Linked DNA regions of Gasterosteus aculeatus: region 1 is linked to region 2. A link is a contact called in public Hi-C data. All regions are on one chromosome and are shown on one strand. The core of a region is the stretch at or near the end of the contact, and the rest is flanking DNA. Distances in the headings are between cores, read along the strand shown. Region 1 holds the start of LOC120807873 (vesicular inhibitory amino acid transporter-like). Region 2 overlaps lama2 (laminin, alpha 2).

Evidence for each region. Hi-C and Micro-C count contacts between places; a contact is called where the count stands out from the background.
Region 1: a Hi-C map of skeletal muscle shows a contact between it and region 2, with 4 times the contacts expected there. The contact joins the promoter of LOC120807873 here to the enhancer-like site in region 2. A contact is called at or near these places in 2 of 6 Hi-C or Micro-C datasets (both in skeletal muscle).

The regions. Positions count from the first base shown.
Region 1 is chr18:7,885,383-7,888,894 of fGasAcu3.hap1.1, reverse strand. It overlaps LOC120807873 (vesicular inhibitory amino acid transporter-like), which reads right to left and starts at 1,830. Exons shown (of 8, transcript XM_078093884.1): 1 at 1,338-1,830; 2 at 797-1,241. The coding sequence starts at 1,447. It overlaps lama2 (laminin, alpha 2), which reads left to right and starts at 2,897. Exons shown (of 74, transcript XM_078093078.1): 1 at 2,897-3,136. The coding sequence starts at 3,070.
Region 2 is chr18:7,825,927-7,829,368 of fGasAcu3.hap1.1, reverse strand. It overlaps lama2 (laminin, alpha 2), which reads left to right. Exons shown (of 74, transcript XM_078093078.1): 16 at 1-78; 17 at 434-545; 18 at 703-816; 19 at 2,870-2,997. Among protein-coding and RNA genes, the nearest start is that of lama2, 58 kb to the left of the region's middle. Within about 2 kb of position 1,543, at least 1 of the 9 cell types and tissues checked has open chromatin away from gene starts, as enhancers often do.

The DNA of each region.
Region 1 (3,512 bases), core at 581-3,080, 59 kb before region 2:
TTCGAGGCACCTTTCACCTACGTTAGTCGTCCAGCAGTCCTCTCGATTTAACCTCGCGTGTGACCTCAACCGAACGGACTACTGCAGCGATCCGTTTGGCTGAGGTCCCTGATTGAGGTAATAACCTATAAAACACGACGCTGGAAACAACCCGATACTGTTTTAGGAGATTTTAGAACAGACGAGCAGCAATAAACCAGCCAAATTAAACACTTGTCTATAAACTGAATATCATGTTTCATTTGTTAGCGTGTGTGTGTGTGTGTGTGTGTAACCCTATGCCTACATCCACTGTATTGGTTCCCCGATGTCATCGTTGGTCAATTACACTGCAGTTATTCGGTGAAAGGAACGCTCACGTGAGCGCCGCTCCGCGTCTACAGCGTCATAAGCCATAACGGTTTTGACAAAGAGGATGAATGACATACTGGGACTGAACCAACTTAACAACGATTCCCATGTTTGCAGCTGCAGTAAACGAGGGGTTTGCTATCAGAAAATCTAAGCCAGCTGCCAGCTCCAACTTTGAAAGAAGAAACGGTTGCAACAAGCATTGCTGGGCAATTATTTGATCACCTTGACCAACGCGTATAGTTCGTTGTCCCGGATGAGGCTTTTTGACGTTCTTTCTTACATTGCATGTATTTGGTAGAAGTTCTACACGTTTTTTTCCCACATACACATAAACACAGTAGGGAAACATATTCAAGTTAAATAGCTAAAATAATGAAGAAGAGAAGTGCTGTCTTAGACATGGAGGAGGTTTCTGACCGTGCTTATTGATGAATAGGTGTACCTGGATAGCATTTGTGACATTCCAGCCCGCCTCCCAGGTGGTGATGGTGAGAGTGGGATCCCCACCTCGGACCCCCGCGTTGGGGCTCTGCGCTGGACAAACTTCATCCGGGCTGCTACAGAAGTGAGAAGTCCCCTCCACACCTTCCTCTCCCCCTTCGTTCCGCTCTCTGTCCTCAGGAAGTCCGTGTTTCTCGGAGGATCCTCTTCCTCTGGCAGACTGACTGGAAACCGCTGAGGTCACGGTGACGGTGGCTCTGGTTTCTTTGAAAACTGGGGTCCCCTGCAGAAAGGTGCAGGTGGATTCTGGGACACTGGGATTATCTTGCTCAGTTCTTCCAGGCGAGGTTCTTTCTCTTCGGGGGTCATCTGTGTTCTCACCATAGCTTCTGTTCAGCTCGTCGCTGTGGGTCAGAATCTGCATCTCCTCATCCCCCGCAAACAACCTGCCGATCAAAACCACAATATTGAATTTTATTCTTGGATTATTAGATTGTATATCCATATTTAGTGCAATAATTACAGGAACGAATGCGACTCACCGTGATGCCCAGTCCAGATGTTGCGGTAGCCTTGACGCTGCCCAGCCCCAAAGGGAGCCGGCAGACCTCCAGGGCCGACCAGAGCCGCGAGCCCAGCGAAGAGAGCCCATCCTCAGCCTCGCCGTGTGCCGAGTCAGCCTCCCCGCCTCTGGAGGTCTGAGACAGCTTGACTTAAACTGGACAAAAAAAACATACTCTCTTTGCCCTCAGACACACACACACGGACACACACAAAATGTCTGCCGGTAAAGAAACTGTACAAACAACAGTGCCACTCACACAATAGCACCAGCGCTCAGATGCACAGGGATTGACGGAAGTGATTGACAGGTTGGTGAGCTGTAACAATATAATATGCGTAGGTTTCTGACAGCGAAGGAGTAAACAACTAAGTGGCCTCCACAGTAAATACGTACAATCAGGGATAAAGTGGAGGCCAAAACTTAACTTTAGTTTTTTTTGCAAAGTAAAAATGTTTTCACCTTCACTTGCCAGCATAAATATAAACTCACATGATGTGATATCAATGCTGTAATTAAAATGTTAACCTGCAGGGTCAATGGTTGTGTTTTTTTATGTGCTATCAGTGAAGGCCAGGGTACATTTCTGATCTGCAGATATCTAGTAAACCGCCAGGAGCTCTCGCCTGGTTCACTTTCTACCGAGAACAAAGTCAGCGTTAAACCGCACTGCAAAGTTTATTCTATTTCTAGTTTCTTTAGCGTTGAATTTTTCATCTTCAATTTAGTGTTTTTGTTTCAATCAGTGTTCTTAACTGTTCAACACTTTGACAATTAACGATTAAATGTGCTATACGAATAAAAGCCTTGCCTTGCCAATCGGTTTCATTAATCAGAAACCTTTCGCCATCGATAAAAAAACTCACTTTTCACTTTGGAAACTTTTTTGGAAAGTTCAAACATGCGTTTATTAACAAACCCTCTGACAAATGGATAAAGCGCGGACGTTTATGCTTTGGCTTTTGCCCCAGACTGTGGTGAGTTCTGCGGGGCAGCAGGAGGAGCCACAGAACGCAGCTGCACCCAAACTTCAGTCCCACTCTTCACTTCTGAAGTGTTCTGTGCTCCATTCACTTCTTTCCACTGTCCTTTTTCTTTCTTTTTGATTGATTGAGCTTTTTTTCCACAAAAATTCTGCAGAACACTGACGTACAGCAGCTTTCTACCCCTTCATGGATTTCATGCCTGACTTCTGCTGTAACAGCTTCACATGGTCATTACTTTGTTAACTTTTGTTAACAATATGTTGTGATTACGCAAATATCCTCCCAAAAGCCCCAGGATGTAAACAAACACAAATTTTTAAAGGAAACTTTACTTGAGCGTTTAAATGTTATGCTTCCATTATGCTCCCATTGAAACATAAAGTATATATACTTCTTATGTTGTATGATATTGATTTTACATGTATTTGACTGATATAGCGAACACTAACACACAACAACACAAGATTAGGTAATATAAGATTTACTTTGTTGCTAGATTTGGAAAAAGAGTTTGTATCCATCTATTAAGAGAACGAGAGGAAGAGGAGGAGTAGGGAGAGAAGGGGGGAGGAGGGAGGTGATAGAGGGAGGGAGGGAGGGAGAGAGAAAGAGAGAGAAAGGGGGGGGGTGAGCGAGAGTTTGCGTCAACTTCTGTGAAACTTTCCTCTGACAATAAACGCCGCACGGAGCTGCGCGAAATCCCAAATACTCGCGATTGGACTGGAGATGGAGCGACTCGGGCTCGCGCTCCTGACCGCGTTGCTATGGCGATGCTGCCATGCCCAGCAGAGAGGTGAGTCCCACGAGACATCTGATCGATAAGGCTTGAACTTATCAATACACCCGATACTTGGCCGACGAGCTACAGCGCAGGGGAGTGTGTCGGAAAGACTCTCCTCTTTAATCACACCGATTAAAACCCTCTTTTGCTGATGGGATCCCAGGGAAAACCCTTCAGTGACACGCCGCGTGGACCCCGTTCATTGATAAAAAATAAACACGCGAGCACGCGTCCGAGACCTGAGAACATGGAGGAACAGAGTCAATCATCTGCCATTCGCACTCTCAGGAACCTTTGACACCATTTGGGTGGGCCTTTTGCAGAGTGTATCACAGCGGGGGTCTTGTTTTCTTCTTCTCACATGGTTCCAGTGCATCAGTCACTCATA
Region 2 (3,442 bases), core at 294-2,793:
TTTCCTGTCTGTGTTGGCCAATGTGACCAGCGTGATGGTGCGGGCCTCTTACAGCACAGAGCCCAGTGCTGCATACAGGTATTTCAACCTGCCACAGCCATCACACAACGCTCCGAAACCTAACATGTTCAGTATTGATCTGTAGCAACAATATAAACAAATTAAGAAATGAAATATCGTAGAAACAAAACAATTTGCCCAGATCCGAGTCCCTCAAGCAGCTCATACCGTTGTCCAGTGGATAACCCCACTTCGACCTCCTGTAACCTAATCATAAGGGGGAAAGTTTAATTGGTGTATATTCTGTATGAGAAATTGAACTCTGCTCATAAAGGTTCTTGCCTAATCAGCCAAATAGCCTCGCTTAGTAAGTGAAGACACATGTTGGACTATACAACTGTATGTTTGTGTGTGTGCGCTTGTGTGTGTGCAGACTCCACGCATTCTCGATGCAGGTAGCTAATCCCTCCGCCGGAGGAGAGAGGAGAGCATCAGCCGTAGAGAGCTGCTCTTGTCCTCTTGGATATGCTGGAACGTCTTGTGAGGTAAGCTCGGATACACACCTCCTGGTAAATGTAAAATACACTCACAAACATACATGTGAGGTATGACAAAAACTATATACGGTATATCTCAAGCCAGTCTTTGCCAGTTCATTCTCAATCTGCAGTGAAAACATTCACAAGTGTGTGTGTGTTTCAGGCGTGTATTCCCGGATTTCGGAGGATTAACGGGAATCTGTACAACGGTGTGTGTGAAGCTTGCTATTGCCATGGACACACTTCTCAATGCCACGAGCTCACTGGACACTGCCTGGTAAGATGATCAACAGGTCGATGAAGATGCTTGTCAGTCAGGGCTCAGAATCACACAACTGATGCACTCTGCTTTACTCAAATTAGTGAACTAAAAAGGAATAAAGTTGTCTTTTTTACCATAAATAAAGTTCTGCTGTGTTTAAACTGCATGCTGAAACTTTCACAGAAACATTTTATCACTTCTGTTTCCAGAATGTGGAAGGATTGTATTTTGAACAACGTGAAGAATATATTAAGCATTATAAAAGTTTTGCCTGTATTGTGATTTTACATCATTCACCGCAATTTGATTTATCATCATTCCATTAACTGTAGGAATATGTAGTAATGTCTTTAAATCAATATCAGCAATATAATGAAGAAAAACAATCGCTTACAGGCATGGATATTCTGAAGAAGCTTAAAAATAGTTCAAAATAATAGAAGAATTCATTCTTCACTTAAACAATGATGTCTCCAGTAAAACAATACACATTGATTCTATTTTTTAAACAACGTTAAAATCCCTTCACAAATACAATTTCCCCAGAGTCACCATCTAGTGGTCGTAAGCGGGACTGCGAGCAAAACGACTCGCACCCTGGCTTCACCCTGACACACACAGCGTTTACATACACATTTAAATATGCTGTAAGGACACACAAACTAACGCACATGCACGCCAGCCTGCTCATGTGCATCATTGTGCACACACACACACACACACACATTCTCACTCCGCAGACTGCACATTGCCTCAGGCTTAAGCTGTCAGTTAACATCAAACTAAACACACACACACACACACACACACACACACACCTAGAGCTGTGGGTTTTGTATTATCATGTTGTGTTTTATTATAGATGAGGAGGATGCTTGGATATGTCAGAGAGCGAACACACACGCTAAAGACAGACAGACGAGCAGTCTCTCTCTCTCTCTCTCTCTCTCTCTCTCTGTGTCTCTCTCTCTCTCTCTCTCTGTGTCTCTCTCTCTCATACACACACATAGACAGACATGTCCATGCACAGTGGCAGGCAGACAGAGAGATGGACACACTCCTTCCCCATAGAACTGTGTTTTCCGGCTGTAGCTGAATGACTGACTGATGCTGCACAGGCCGTGTGTTTCAGCAGCAAACAGACATTTGATCTGTAAAGTTAATTACATGCAACCTAACTGACCAGCAGCTACGTGAAATCAACTGTTATTGCAGCTGAACAAGAGAACAGAAAACAAATGACAGCCTTGTTTCCCCAGTGGGAGTAACACTTTTAAAGTAACTGGTAAAATGATCATATATAATATGACATATACACTCCAAATTACATTTATTTGGCTTCATCAGGTTGATGGTATGTGATACTTTTAATTACATAATTTCTTTTTGTTGCTGCTCCGGAATATGTTAAGAAGGAGTTGTTTAGGTTTTGTACGGCGAGGCAATCAAAGCGAGGTTAAAGGGTTTGAAGGAGAACTTAATCGGGACTCGTAACATTGTTGGTCTTCTTTTCATATTGATTGACTTTTGGTCACAGAGAGAGAACGCCAGTAAAACACCAGTCCCAGGAGACAGCGTAAGGATACAAAAATAATACAAAAAATGAATTACAGCCATAGATTTTGCAGTGCCTTAGCCGATTACCTCTACCTTTGTAGCACCTCCAGCAAAGTGTGACATTAATTACTATAATAGCTAGTTTTGTTGTTAGCTCATGGGTTTTCCTTTTCACGTTCATTATTGCATTTACATTTGGGATTAACTCAATTTGTGGCTCGTTATTCAGCTTCATGTTTTCGGGATAAATGGCCAAACGGAAGTGGATGAATTGGATTTCGTTCTAGCTTTCTGTGTTTACACTAATACACTAGAGATGATGCAAAGTAAAGAGCTTTTCTAAACAATATTTAAGAAAAGAGAACATTTAAAAAGAAGACCTACGCAATCAATGCTACCTTATTATCTTCTTCTCTAAAGTTTCGTTCAACACACGGGCGGGTTTGGAGGTTTCCAATAATGCGGAAACTATTATTTTATTGATTTTCCCGATGTAACTTACTTCCTCCAGGACTGCGCCCACCACACCACCGGCCCTCACTGTGACTCCTGCCTGCCTGGTTATTACGGCAACGCCAGCCGGGGGTCACCTGCGGACTGCCAGCCCTGCGCCTGCCCACTCCATCTTCCAAGTAACAAGTAGGTTATGGGGACGCCAGGGTTAATGGTGCCACGAGGACAGCGCTTAATCAAACGCCTCAATCCATCGCCGCTGACCCCTCAGCTCTGTGGCCCCTCTTCTCGCTTTTTGACCCACGTCTTCATCGTGTTCTCGTCTCCTCTGCTGAAAAGAGGGGCCACGTGTTGTTGTCTCTAAAGGATCTCGCCGAAAACTGTCGCTCCGGGCTTGAATATAGTTGCAACGGAGTGAAATATCATTAAAATAGGTAGAGGCGTTAAGTAAAAGTGGAGGAACATCATCCGTGTGTGTAGAAATGTAATAATTGTTGGCTCAAAAGACACAGGGACAAATGCTTTATTTCTCTGCAGCGTCCTTTTTTAGTTGTTATTCTTTATTCGGTCAAAGATTTGACGGTCGATGTCAAATACAATTGTTGAAAGTCTCTCTAATAGAAACTTCATA